Linked DNA regions of Mus musculus: region 2 is linked to region 1. A link is a contact called in public Hi-C data. All regions are on one chromosome and are shown on one strand. The core of a region is the stretch at or near the end of the contact, and the rest is flanking DNA. Distances in the headings are between cores, read along the strand shown.

Region 1 (2,700 bases), core at 78-2,577:
AGCCTGTGTAGTCTGACGTTTTTGTTTTTCATTTACTCCTTGAAATTTATCATCAACAGTTTCAGCATCATCCCCGGTATGGCAGTAAAAGGTAAAATACAATAACAGGGAACTCAGTAATTTGGCTTTTAAATGGCTTTATGCATTTATGTGCTATGTAGGCTATGTAGCAGATTGTGATAACAGAATCAGTTATAATCAAAGTGCAGCCGTACAAATATAGCAGACACCTTGGAACAGCTCCCTTTGTTGATCGAGACAGAGCAGGAGTGCCATCTTACACTATATTTTCTCTATAACAGCATAGCAGCCTCAACACCTTTGTTGCGTTTCCGTTGTGCTGCTATTGCGAATGTCCCCACAGTAGCACTTTACCTGTATTTATCATTGATTCTTGCACATTGAATTTTCTGCTCTGCGGACAACTAATTTGAGTGGCTTGAAGTATAAAACTTACAGCTTTCCCCTTCATTGTCCCAGTTCACATAACAATATAGAAGTCATTTCCCAGTGCAGAAAACCCCAAGGCCCTCAGACTTTGTTCAGCCTCCGTGGTGCTACATAATTTATTTTATTTCTCTGAAGCCTGCAGCGTTTCTTATGTGCTGTTAAGGGAGGGGATCCATTGTCAGTGTGTAAGCATCACTTCAATTAAGCTCTGCTGGCTTCTCTGTCTGCATGCGAATGTGAACTTGGTTGTCTTGAGAATGACAGTTGTTTATTTTACTCATGGGTGTCTGATGCTGGGTGGGGACTTACAGGTTGACTCAAATATTTATAAACATGTCTTTTGCTGTCTTTCGTGGAGACTATTCTAAAGTTAGGGGAGGTGCTTTTTATATTTTGTTGATTGTTTTTGGTTCTCACAAACTCCTTTAGCTTTCTCTTCTCTTGAATTCTAAATTGCAATTCTTGTTTTATCCAGCTAGTCCCAGAAACTATAACCTGGTTTGATTCCTGAAGTGGGAATAATGTTGTACCAGTAGGGGGAGCTCACACCATGCCTATTTTATGGGTTGGTTTGAAGTTAATTTTGTGGCTTTGTATCCTTAAGGGTGGAGCCGGTTTCACTTTAAAGCCAACAGTTTCTGGGGTTTGGAATATAAGTTATTTCTTCCAGTTGAAAAGTTAAAATAATCTGAAGTTGTAAATCTTAAGTGCGTTAACAGTTTAAGTCTTTAGCTAACGAATCGTCATACTGTGGTTGAAGTTTTCAGATTGCTGAAATGTAGAAGCTTTAAAATATACTAAAAGTTCTCTTTCTTTGTGTACATCCTCAAATCACTTCCTTCCAGGAACAGTGACCACAGGACTCGGGCTGAACACTTTTTGTGCTGATGACTGTAAGTCAGCATAAACAAGGCAGTTGCTAACCATGGTTGTGGATGTAAATGTGAGCTTAGTTTTTTCATAGATATCCCTGGAGGGATAGATACTTGGGGCTATCCATATTTCTCACTAAATTTGCATAGAATGGAGTTGGAAAGGCATACAGATCTCAACTAGCTCTGTGCTACTCAAGTCAGCAAAGGACTCAGAGCCAGTATCATTCCAATACCTTTTCTTTCCCAAGTTTGTTATTTTTGACTCTCCTTTGAGATGTTAGCAATTTTCCAAATTCTGCCTGAAATTTCAGTCTCTAAGATGGTGAACACCAAACACCTCTTCATATAATACGTTTCTGCAGGCATCTAATGTGACCTCAGAAAATGGAAAAGGGAGTAGCATCTTCTCTTTGTTCCTTTTCTCCACTCTTGAACATCTGTCTAATGTCATGCATAAGGATGCCCAAGACTCTGCTCTGCCCACAGCAAACTCATGATTCAGAGACTGTACCATTCAGTGAATTGGGAGAAGGAAGGTTCCAGCGTGTGTTTTCTTCATCAGAATAAGAGATCACAGTTGTCTCCAGACTAGCCCATGAATTTGACTTTCAAAGCATCCCTGAGTCAAGACAGCTGACTAATTGCTAACATTATGCCTCATAAATCTGAAAGTCTGGACTAGAAAGTGTGCGATGCCTGCCTCTTGATGGACATTAGTTATGAAATCACCTCTGTCATAGAATTTTCATCTAAATCACTGTGCTGTTTCATAGGTTACATGTGGTTGGAACCCTGGTGTAGAAGAGGGAGAGATAATGGAGAGAAGAAGATGAGGTGAGGTAGAAGAGGCTATTGAAAGTCGGAGAAAGGTTCTCAGGCATTTGCGCGTTTCCTCCGGGTGAACGCCACAATTGTCTAGCAATTTCCTAGCAATAAAATAGCTGTCCTGTGGTTGATGAGCCTTTAGCATGACAGCGTGATGACCTTAGCCTGGATTCTCGGATTTTAATAGCTCTGTGGTTCCCATAGGGTGAAGCTCTTTGCTCATTGCTTTCTTTGGCTTAGACTTTCTTCTCTGTCAGTGATCCTCCTGTGTACTGTTACCTCATTAGTGCTTGATTCCTAGAGCATCATCACTGCTACAATGTCTCTTTCTGTATCACACATTTATTTTAGATGGCATAAATTTAACAAAACAAGTTGTTCTGTGGACCCTGTAATCTTACAGGAGCATATCTATCACAGCAATGCACAGAGTCTAGGAAATCACAGATCATACCTGGCTTCAACTCCAGAACCCCTGGCCTTGTAGAACAACCACATTTAGGGTCCTACACATGATTTGGCATTTGTAATAAAATACATTTCTTTTCTA
Region 2 (2,700 bases), core at 138-2,637, 400 kb after region 1:
ACAGTCTACTCAATATGCCAGAGAAAAGGGGAGGCTGCGGCTTCTTCCAGGCTTAACACTTCCAGTGCCAAAGGCTCCTCCTTCTATCCGCATACATACTTCTCTCTGCTTGCCTTGCAAGACGCCTTCTATTTGCTATGACATGCCTCATGCTAGAGTCCACCATGATGCCTCATGCTAGAGTCCACCATGATGCTTCTCAAATGCACTCCCATTCAGCTTTCCCCTGCCCCTTTTCAGCTCCTTTTAAGAATGAAGAATTGTGTGCATCTCTCCTCTGACATCACTGGGCTCCAACACTCCATAGGAATTGAGATTGTTTTGATGCTATGGCTGTTGACAGGTGTGGCTATGGGTGGCAATTCCTTTCAATAGTTTCCACAAGACGCTCACCTGTGGATTCTGTAAAATCCTGCAAAACTTCACAGGCTGTCAAAAGGTGCTTTCTTGGAGTTGTATCATTCTGTGAACAACTGTAAAGTCCTTGGTGAAGTCACAGGTGGCCTCATAGGCATTCTTTTGGAAGCCATTCCTGATGTGACAGGCTACAATCCACACGTGCTATGACTGGGTTTGCAGTTCATAAGAGCCGATGTGGATGACAGCTGCCAACGTATCCCTCACAAAGAGAACAATTTATAGTCAAGTACATTGTATTGATTTCCTACAGGACTTTTCATGTCAAGAGGAAATCAGGAAGCCCTCAACGCAGATAGCACAGTCCTGTTCAACATCAAGGGCCTCAACTAAAAGTTCTTGAAAGGCACAATTGAGTTGCTGCAGAGCTTGTGTGGATGGTAGCCCCAAATCTCTGAGGTGCAGCTGGCGCTTCTTCTCTTCCTTCTCCAGCAAACTGGCAGGAGCTGCTGTGTTCACTAACTGTAATCCCCCACCCCCGCTGGAGTCCTTCGTTACTCAAACAGACACCCCCAGCATCCAAGGCTTCCATCAAAGCTTTTCAACAGCAGTAATGATTTGAGGGCGATATCAAGACTCACACTTTATATCAGAGCTCAGCAGTAGGATAAAACCTACTTAATCATATAAAAGTGTCAAATTGGATGAAAGGTTCCTAAGACATCTGAATTTGAAAGGCGACTGTGACCCCAGGCCCTTTTCTTTATTGTTTGCATCCTCTGCATCTGGATGTTGCCAGATATAATTGAGTTTATTTCTTTCTTAAACTCCCACAGCCTCCATACCCTCAGCCCAGGCTCTGCCCACTCTCCTAGATGGTTGTGACAACAGCTGACAGGTCTCCTTGTCTTGAGCTTTTCTTCTCTGTAATTTGTTTTTCCTCCCATACTGCTCTTTGTGCTATCTTCAGAAAACACAGTTTCGATTGTATATTTCCTTCTTCCAAGTTTCAGAGTTCTTTCCTTGTGTCCAAAAACAAACCCACACCTCCTCACCTGGCTTTCAAGCTGTGCATATCTGGCCCCCTCCTTTACATTCAGCATCTATAAAAGGAAAGCTCATCTAAGTACCCACAAACACAAAGGTTGTAGGAAGCGGCAAGCATGGTGAGAATTCCCTGGTACTAAGAGAATAAAATAACGAAATACTATTCTTCCCAGGATCAGTGCTCCTCTAGCCTCACTTTAGACACGTGAGTGTCGCGGTCACCAGCCCAGTGGGGCACACCATCAAGTCCACAGAGAAAAACAGAATGAAGGGGAGTGTAGTCGTCCTCTTGGTCCTGACATCACAAATGCACTCCACCCATTGGTTCCCAAGCACAGTAGCTAGAAACCCTCTCCTGAAGCCATTCAAGCCAGTCCACTACCCACAGCACACATTCCCTTTTGCTACGCTGCAACTTCCTTCATCCGATGTTCTCTCTAAACTTTGTCTCTACATCCTTCTCGATCTTTCCCATCCGTCCAGCCCTGCTCACATCCTACATCCCCATGAGGTTCTCTCCAAGTCCTCCCGTGGAGTTAATCTGTTTCATTTCCTCACTCTAATGCCATTAAATTTTTATCCAGATATGTAGTATTACTACTTATTTAGGGAACATTTTTTTTAAGTGGAAGGAGAATACATTTCTAATTTTAACCTTTGGCTTTCCCCAAGTTCATATGCTTTGTGGGTATTGGGATGTGGAAAGGGAGGGAAAGAAAAAGTGGGAGAGAGAAGAAAAAGAGGTTCATGCCACAGAGCACATTTGGTGTTGGGTTCAGGTTGGAAGCCAAAAAAAAAAAAAAAAAAAAAAACCAAAAAAAAAAAAAAAAAAAACAACTCACTTGAGACGTGGAAGCTTAAAATTGAAAGGTCTATTTTCTGAGTGCTCAGGGAGGCAGCCAGTTCAGGGTCTGAACCTCATTCCCAAAGGGAGCCTGTACATTTTTGAAGGATGGGAACACAAGGCGAGGGGTGCACTGAGGTGAGCTTCAATGTTATCTAATTATATTTTGGCTTTATGGTTAAACAAGGGACCGCCCATTGGAGATCTGGCTCAGACGCTGACTAATCTTCCAGAGGCCAGTGAATTCAATTCCCAGCAACCACATGGTGCCTCACAACCATCTGTCATGGGTCTGATGCCCTCTTCTGGTGTGTATGAGGACAGTGACATTGTACTCACCAAAAAATAAAAGGAAAAAAAAAAAGCTCTTGGAGAAGTAGGATAAGTGTTTGTTCCTAGGCCTAAGAACATGAATTTGTTTAACGCTGCTGACAAGATGGAGAAGTTGTCCT

The links. A called contact is a pair of places that touch in the nucleus more often than the background predicts.
Region 2: a Hi-C map of the N1E-115 cell line shows a contact between it and region 1, with 5 times the contacts expected there. The contact joins two enhancer-like sites. A contact is called at or near these places in 1 of 484 Hi-C or Micro-C datasets (the N1E-115 cell line) and 1 of 115 datasets of contacts at active chromatin or transcription factors (embryonic stem cells).

The regions. Positions count from the first base shown.
Region 1 is chr1:50,961,489-50,964,188 of GRCm38.p6, forward strand. The region is part of intron 4 of Tmeff2 (transmembrane protein with EGF-like and two follistatin-like domains 2); the gene reads left to right. Among named protein-coding and RNA genes, the nearest start is that of Tmeff2, 35 kb to the left of the region's middle. Within about 2 kb of position 1,328, at least 35 of the 459 cell types and tissues checked have an H3K27ac peak or open chromatin away from gene starts, as enhancers often do. A contact at or near this core is called in the N1E-115 cell line, where this site is marked.
Region 2 is chr1:51,365,329-51,368,028 of GRCm38.p6, forward strand. No RefSeq gene overlaps it. Among named protein-coding and RNA genes, the nearest start is that of 9330175M20Rik, 33 kb to the left of the region's middle. Within about 2 kb of position 1,388, at least 2 of the 459 cell types and tissues checked have an H3K27ac peak or open chromatin away from gene starts, as enhancers often do. A contact at or near this core is called in the N1E-115 cell line, where this site is marked.